Regions from separate parts of the Drosophila melanogaster genome. Here region 1 is linked to region 2. Evidence: chromatin contacts called from public targeted proximity ligation data. All regions are on one chromosome and are shown on one strand. The core of a region is the stretch at or near the end of the contact, and the rest is flanking DNA. Distances in the headings are between cores, read along the strand shown. Region 1 holds the start of CG41099. Region 2 holds the start of CG41128.

Region 1 (3,962 bases), core at 566-3,065, 96 kb after region 2:
CTTTTGTTATTGCCACGATTCGAACAAGCGATGATAAGACAGTATACTCCAAGCTATACCCGCATCCCATGGGTGCATCTGAGTTTGTGAACCGAGAAATCGCAGATTTACTGCTATACAGCCTTTTTAGAACTTCAAGGTCGCCTTACAACAACCCAACAAATTCACTAATATGAAATGTTTGCGTAATTTAACATTTGGTAGTGTATCTCTTATTAGCATGAACAGATAACAATAGAGGGGATACCCGACTTGGACGACTGGACCAAGTAAGGTTAAGTGAAATATGAATTTTTCTAGTACAACATACAAATCAAATCTTTAAAAGCGACTAAAACTATTATGTTAGATCACTCTGAAAGCTCCGGATTGACAAACTACAGGAAGCTTGTGCTTAGCTTTGGGATTCTAATTTAGGGTCATATTAAATGCAGTGAATAACAAGACGAGGTGCAACTCTTTATCAGCTGCACCCGGAAAGTTTTGGGATAATTATAAATAGAGCGACTCTCAGCTGAACGTGATTTCCTCTGATGGCCTAGACCCGGCTAGAGTTTCCGTTTTATTTCTTTTCTAATCAAATCGTCGTGGAGTCAAGTTGTGAAAAGTTCGTTTTCTTGTAAAATGAGAATATGAAGTTATTTTTAAATTAAATTTTATAAGGCTTTACAACAAGTTATAAAAATATGTACCCAAGAAGAAGCAATAGTTTACATCACTTTTGTGTTTTTATTTAATTTTATATAAATTGAATTTTTTTAATTATTAAATATTTTTTATAAGCTAACCTAATCTAATATTTTTTCCAAGATGGATACATTTTCAGAGAGTGCGCGTCTAAATTTTCGCGTTAAATTTGAAATAAAAAGTCTGTTTAAAGTCGTTTGATTCGAAATTGGAGTAAGAGTATCTGTGTGTTCGTACATTTTCAAAGTATTCGTGTAAAATGCCACGCTTTTATTTCAGCTCATATGCGCCGGGAAATCGATCGTTTGCCGAGGATTAAAAATTTGAGTGAATTTTATTAACATATAAGATGTAAATTGGATATAACACACACAACACACTGAGGGAAATTACGAAGAGAAGTTAAGCAAAAAAAATTTATTTTCCAATTATACACCGGGGAATATCATGGAAGCTTAATAAACAAAAGTAAATTACAATTTTTTTATGTTGAATATATAATGAACATATATGTATAATGAACAACGATGTATGTATATAAGAAACTTGTGTACTCAAACACTCAAGTTGCCTGCGAGCAACGGTTAATTCCTTTTTGAGTGTTTTCGCTACTAATCGGCGATCACTCTTTGCCTGTGTGCAGCAAGTATACATAATTTGAATTCAGTTACAGTTACAGTTAAACACGTTTAATATTTTAAATTTATTTTAGAACTTGGGTTTCCATATGATTTAAAAAATTCTAATGAACAATTTATTGGACTTAAATAACATTGCGGAAGTTAACAATAAAATATTAAGTAAAATCTAACCGAATTTACTCGAGACCGACTGTCTTACGTTTTTATATTTTTTTGATGAAGGATACTGATTTGAAAAAATAATAATTTATGAAACAAGAATATAGTGAAAAAGAACAACACTGAAAAAAACTGAAATATGGGAAATATGCCGGATTTTAAAGCGTGCACCCGCCAATACAGGTGCGCTTGCCTTCCATCATCAATCTATTTCGTTAAACGTTACATATCTTAGATTTCGAGGACGGTAGTACGTTCAAAAAAAAAAATGATTTGTGTCAGAACGCTTTGGACTGGATAAATTCATAGTATGGACAGGGCTGATACTAACAGTTGTAATTATCGGGTCTTATAACAGTGAGCTATACCACACTACATTCGGAACCAACTCAAGACCGAACATACAGCTGCGATTAAATCAATACTAAGAGCAGCGGGTGCATTTCGTGAAGAAACTCGTATTTTATAATAATTTGTGCCCACATATCTGATGGGTATGTTATGAAAACAGGTATCTGTTCGGCCACAATTGTTGCGAAAATACATATGTACATATATTTTTATTTGCCTTCCATCCTAGACAGCATATGCATTCACATACGAGCGATGTATTTGGGAGAAGCGTGTCCTTTAATCTTTAAATAAAAACTAATAATTCAGTACGACTCTTTGCCTACCAATTATATGATTCATTTTCATAATGTCCGCTCATCCCTGAGCGGATAATGAGTTTGGATGAGCCGAAGTCAGCTAAATGGCCGACGCTCACCGATTTTTTCTCGCATGATCTCTACGTAAATTTATTGCCGAAAAGATAATAAACTGCAGGCCTTGTTGTTGAGATATGGTCTCATATATTGACCATGGTCTATTATATGTCCGTATTTCACGTGTTCAACTGTGTAGGTGCCTTTTTAAGAGCCAAATGAAATGCTCATCGATTACAATAGAAAGTTTGTCATAGAAATAGTTACTACTTTATCTGGAAGCTTACAAAAAGTGCACACTTTCATCTCACCTTGTTTAAAGGTTTTTGGTTTGATATTAGAAGTTATAATAATGACATCGTTAGTATAAACATTGGTGCACGTCAAAATATTTTTGGCAAATGGAGGTGGATGCCACATGGATGTTAGATAGTGCGAAGACTTAGTTGTCGTTTAAGCATACTCCCTATACATATTAGAGTTTAAATGGAACTAAAATACCTTTTTGAAAGCGTAATCCATTCACTTATCAATTAAAAAGGCCTACAATTTCTACCTTCATACCTTTTTTGACGGACATGGAGACTCTAATCTACTCTAACTAACTAATTCCCAGAAATGCTTCAGTAAGCAATCCCTTCTTCTAGATGTATTCTTCCCAGTCTTCTAGATGTATTCCATATATTATCTATGTAGATATAATATTTCTTTCAAAGAAAGGGAAGTGTTCCCAAAAAATATAACAAAATCCCGGTTTAATAAATATTTCATTTTTTTTATTTAATCACAAGTGTACAAATTTCAGTATCAGTAGCCGTGTTAATATATTACCAGGGTATACCAGGGTATAAATAAACATCTGCATGACAATGATAATTAATAATAACAACATAAAAATATAAATATAAAAATACATAATAAATATAAGCATCTATTTACATATGTACCTGTTTAATGCTGTTAAGCTAAAATAATGGAGAAAATGAAAATATAATTGAAAATAAACGAAACGAAAAGAAAAACGCGTAATACAATTCATATTTAATTATGTGCTACTTGCAAAATACAAACCTTAAATCAGTCGAAAAATTTCTAAGAACACACTGACGATTTTGACGATTAAAAATTGAAAAAGCAACTGAACTGAACGCAATAAAACAACAGAAATACTTAACGCTTTTATGTCGTAATTTGCTTTTCGTAAGTACAATTTGTACTGACGACGATCTTGACGACTCAAAATTTAAAATGCAACTAAACAGAAACGTAATAAACCAACCGCAACCCTTCGCCCTTCTCTACATACTTCTATCCTTTTTATCATATGCTTTTCTTAAGTACCGTTTGTTTAAATTCTATTTGTCAAAGACAAATTATTGTTGTAAATATTAACGTTTCTTAAAGCGACCTACCACAACTTTAATATTTGTTGGGGAACAACATTTTTTTCAAGTACCTAGGAAAATTGTGTGACAACCTTTTTTTGGTCTTGAGTGGACATATACAAAATGAAAAAAATAAAACATTTTTCAAAGGTCTGTGATTGGATTAGACACGTCCGTTCTGTCCGTCAAGCCTTATTGCACATTGTGAACATTAAAATGGCGAAAAAGCTTGAGAAAAATGAAAATAATATGAAACACATATACATCTTCTTTCAAAAGTGTGAAACAAATTCTATAGTGTTACTGAAATGTTCAAATTCCATATTCAGATTCAAACAAGAGAGATTGCTATAGTCGAGTTCCCCGACTATCACACACTCGTC
Region 2 (3,634 bases), core at 1,065-3,564:
TAAATTTCAAAAATTACTTTATATAAGAATATTTGTCATTAGAGTATTCATCTTGCAGCGTGTGAAAAATTAATAGGGCAATGATTGTAGAGTGCTTGTGTCCGCACTTCGTGCCTGAACAAAGCAAAGACACTAGAATAATTCTATTTATTAAATCATTTGACTTAATATGATGTAAAATTAACATTAAAAGTGTTTCAAAAAAAATATTTCGCTTTTTAAAAATTGTCAGATGAGAGACAAATTAGAATTAAACATAAATATAAATTTGTAAACGGTAGCTAATTCGAGCGGCAATTTTAACAAACAAATTTAAAAAGCTTTAAAATTATAATAGTCAGGGCGCGAATTTTTAAAAATTATTTTATTATATCATATTGCTACGAAATTGGCAAAACTACCCTAATATGTACAATGTAAATTCGTTTCTTCGATCAGAATTGATTTCGACCCGAAAATCGTCTATCTATTACGCACAAATATAAGCGTTCTCGTCTCCTGTTTTTACTCACACAAGCAAGCAAATTCTATTTTTAGATTTCTTACGCTCTCAGCGTGAGCGAGCGGAAAGAGAGCAATTTTGGCCGTCACTAAAAAAGTGGCTGCATAGTGCCAAACCAATGTATGGCCGTTACGCATCTTGTTCTTCTAGTGTCTTTGATCTGAGAAACAGGTATGAAATATTAGTGGATATCGAATATTGTTTAAGCTAATCTGTGCGTGCACGTCCAAGGGTAAAAAGAATTGGAAAATGTTGTCTCCTCGAAAACTGTTGAGCATAACTTAATATGCCTTTTTATAATCACTAAACATAAAAAATCTTTAGGATACAGTGCTCTGGGAACGAAGTAATACATAGCATCCGTATTGTTATTACATTGGTGCAGGACATGTATTAGCCTATATTATTTATAAATTCCTCAACTTTCTGCAAAAGTGTGAATAGTTTTTTCTTAACCTGGGCCGTTTAATTTTGTTAGTAGGCCCAAAATGAAGTAAACTTTAGGTGAAACAAGAAGGAATATATAGGATATATATATATGTAAATATATATATATATATAAATATGTATATATAAATATATATAGTTATATATAAGTTAATATATTATAAACATGATATAAGAGACCGATTATGTCTGCGTTTTATACTACCTGTAATTAAAAAAAGACTTGTTGGAAAGTTTCATTCATATATACAGTTTGTCAAGAAACTGTTTACACACTGTGAAATAAGTTGAATTTTTGAATTTAAAGGTAAAAATTAAGAGTTTTTTGCTTAATTAAACGCAATTTTTTATAAAATATAGTTAAACAATATTTATTTTACTTATAAGTCAAAAAAATATTAATTATACAACAAAATAAACAAGAAATTCCAAGTTTACACACTTTTGAGACTGTCAAGAAACTCTTTACACAAAACACTAAATCGAAGTTTACTCCTAAATTTTTAAATTATTTCATAAAAATGTTAAAAATTTTAGTATGTAGTATGTGCAATGTACGCACCTGGCTCCTTTATAACTGTGGTAAAGTGATCGATAAGCCCCCTTAGAGTCCTGATCTGAACCCCATTGAAAATTTGTGGACCTACTTAAAGAAGAAGGTGGCAAAAAGGGCCCTAAAACACGACAACAGCTTATGACTGCAATAGTCGAATGGTGTGAAAAGATCCTGCTTGAATATGACCTACAAAAACTTATCCATTCCATGAAAAAAAAGGCTTCAACTTGTAGCGTAAGCCAACGGGGAACATACTACATACTAAAACTTTTAAAATTTTAATGAAATAATTTAAAAATTTAGGAGTAAACTTCGATTAAGTGTTTTGTGTAAAGAGTTTCTTGAAGTGTGTAAACTTGGAATTTCTTGTTTATTTTCTTGTATATTTAATATTTTTAATTTGTTTTTTGATTTATACTTAAAATAAATGTTGTTTAATTATATTGAATAAAAGAATTGCGTTTAATTAAGCAAAGAACCCTTCATTTTTACCTTTAAAATCAAAAATTCAACTTATTTCACAGTTTCTTGACAAACTGTAATTAGTTTCTTAGCTTTGAAGCGTAGAAGCCAGTTTGCAAAAGGAAGGACAGGAGGGCATGGTTATATTGACTTGGCTATTCGTACTTATTAAGAATGTAGTGTTTTTATACAGCCGTAAATGTCTTCTTTAATGCCTCGCAACTTTTTTAAAGATATTAAAATATTCTCTGCGAGGTTATAATATGAATCCGTGTTTCTCTCTCCATAGTTTCTTAATTGTTGGCAACTTATCGACGTTATCTTGACGCACATCGAAATTTACAAAGTACTGGTATTACCCATTGGCCAGTGCGCGTTTGACTACTAATAATTTTACGTTAATAATTTTTTAAGTCCTTTTAACGTTGTTTTGGCAATAAAAATGACTTCTCGCGATAATATTTTCGAGGAAAAAATATGCAATAGATTAGATCATTGCGTTTCTGATGTATTAATTAAAGGATGTGAGTACGAACATTTACGTAACATTTTTAAACCGTGGTATTTGCATATTGAAATATCAATTTTTAAAAGCAAAATCAAAACGGTATTTTAAATGGCATTTATTACCATTTTTAATAACCCAGCATATGATGTATGAAAAATTATAATTTGGCTAGGCTAAGTTGTATAAAGTTGTATGGCATGAGTAGACAAGTGTATTGTTTAAATCTTGCAAACTAAAAATAATTTTATAATTAAAATGGTTTGCTTAAGCTAAACATTCAGAAACGTAATCATACCTCGCAGATTTCCAAAAAACATCAAAATATGCCGAAGTTCGGGATATAAAATAATTTTTTATTTGAATTGTTGATAGAATTATGCAAATAACAATTTTAATATTTCGTTGCAAATCCTTGCTGTCTATGAAAATTTGCAGGCTATTAGGAAACGAGTTGGCTTAGTAAGAGGCAAAGTTGTTTGCGATTTTCACTTTCTCAGCATTTTGTTTTAAAACGGTTTGGTATCCAAATTTGCAACTTTCTTCAATCTTACTCTACTCATTGTTCTTGAGGCTTTTAAAGCTAACTTTTTTGTGAAAATCTTTGGTATGCGGTGTATTACACGTTTTTCCTAGTTCGGCCTTGCGAAAAACTTTTAAGATCGGAATCTTTTGAATAATTTCGTGCACATTGGACTTCCTCCATCCCACCAATTCTGTAATTTTCAAACTGATGTTTCTTCATAAATCAATCAGCTGTGGAATTTCCAAGGACGATTGCTACCCTTTTGGAGTCATTCCAAAGCCCACAAGCCAGCTCACAGAAGCTGGGGTCGGAAAAATCGAATTTTAGATATTTGAAAGCTAAAATCGTTTGCCCACCAATTAGTTTTTATGCCCACGTCCAGATTTCGAGATCTGTATTTTCGAAAAAGAAAATTCGCGAAAATAAAAACGTTGACTTTTTCTATCGTTTTTTTTTTATACCTAATTTATTTTTGTAACCTTAAAAAATACCTGTTTAAAAATATTTATCGTTTGCCCAACCTTTTAAAGTAACTAATTTTGTTAAGCCACCTCTCGAAATATTATTTTTTTCAATTAATAACATTTCATTACCATTTGATAAAACGGTTTTTAAGAATCGATATCATCCTTTAAA

What was found.
Region 1: a contact with region 2 is called in a targeted proximity ligation map of the Kc167 cell line, with 3 times the contacts expected there. A contact is called at or near these places in 7 of 107 Hi-C or Micro-C datasets (the Kc167 cell line, the ML-DmBG3-c2 cell line, the OSC cell line and 2 more) and 1 of 7 datasets of targeted methods (the Kc167 cell line).

Annotation. Positions count from the first base shown.
Region 1 is chr3R:3,844,914-3,848,875 of dm6, forward strand. CG41099 reads left to right here and starts at 1,816. Exons shown (of 7, transcript NM_001110981.2): 1 at 1,816-1,981. The coding sequence starts at 1,978.
Region 2 is chr3R:3,748,049-3,751,682 of dm6, forward strand. It overlaps CG41128, which reads left to right and starts at 2,315. Exons shown (of 2, transcript NM_001015402.3): 1 at 2,315-2,491. The coding sequence starts at 2,410.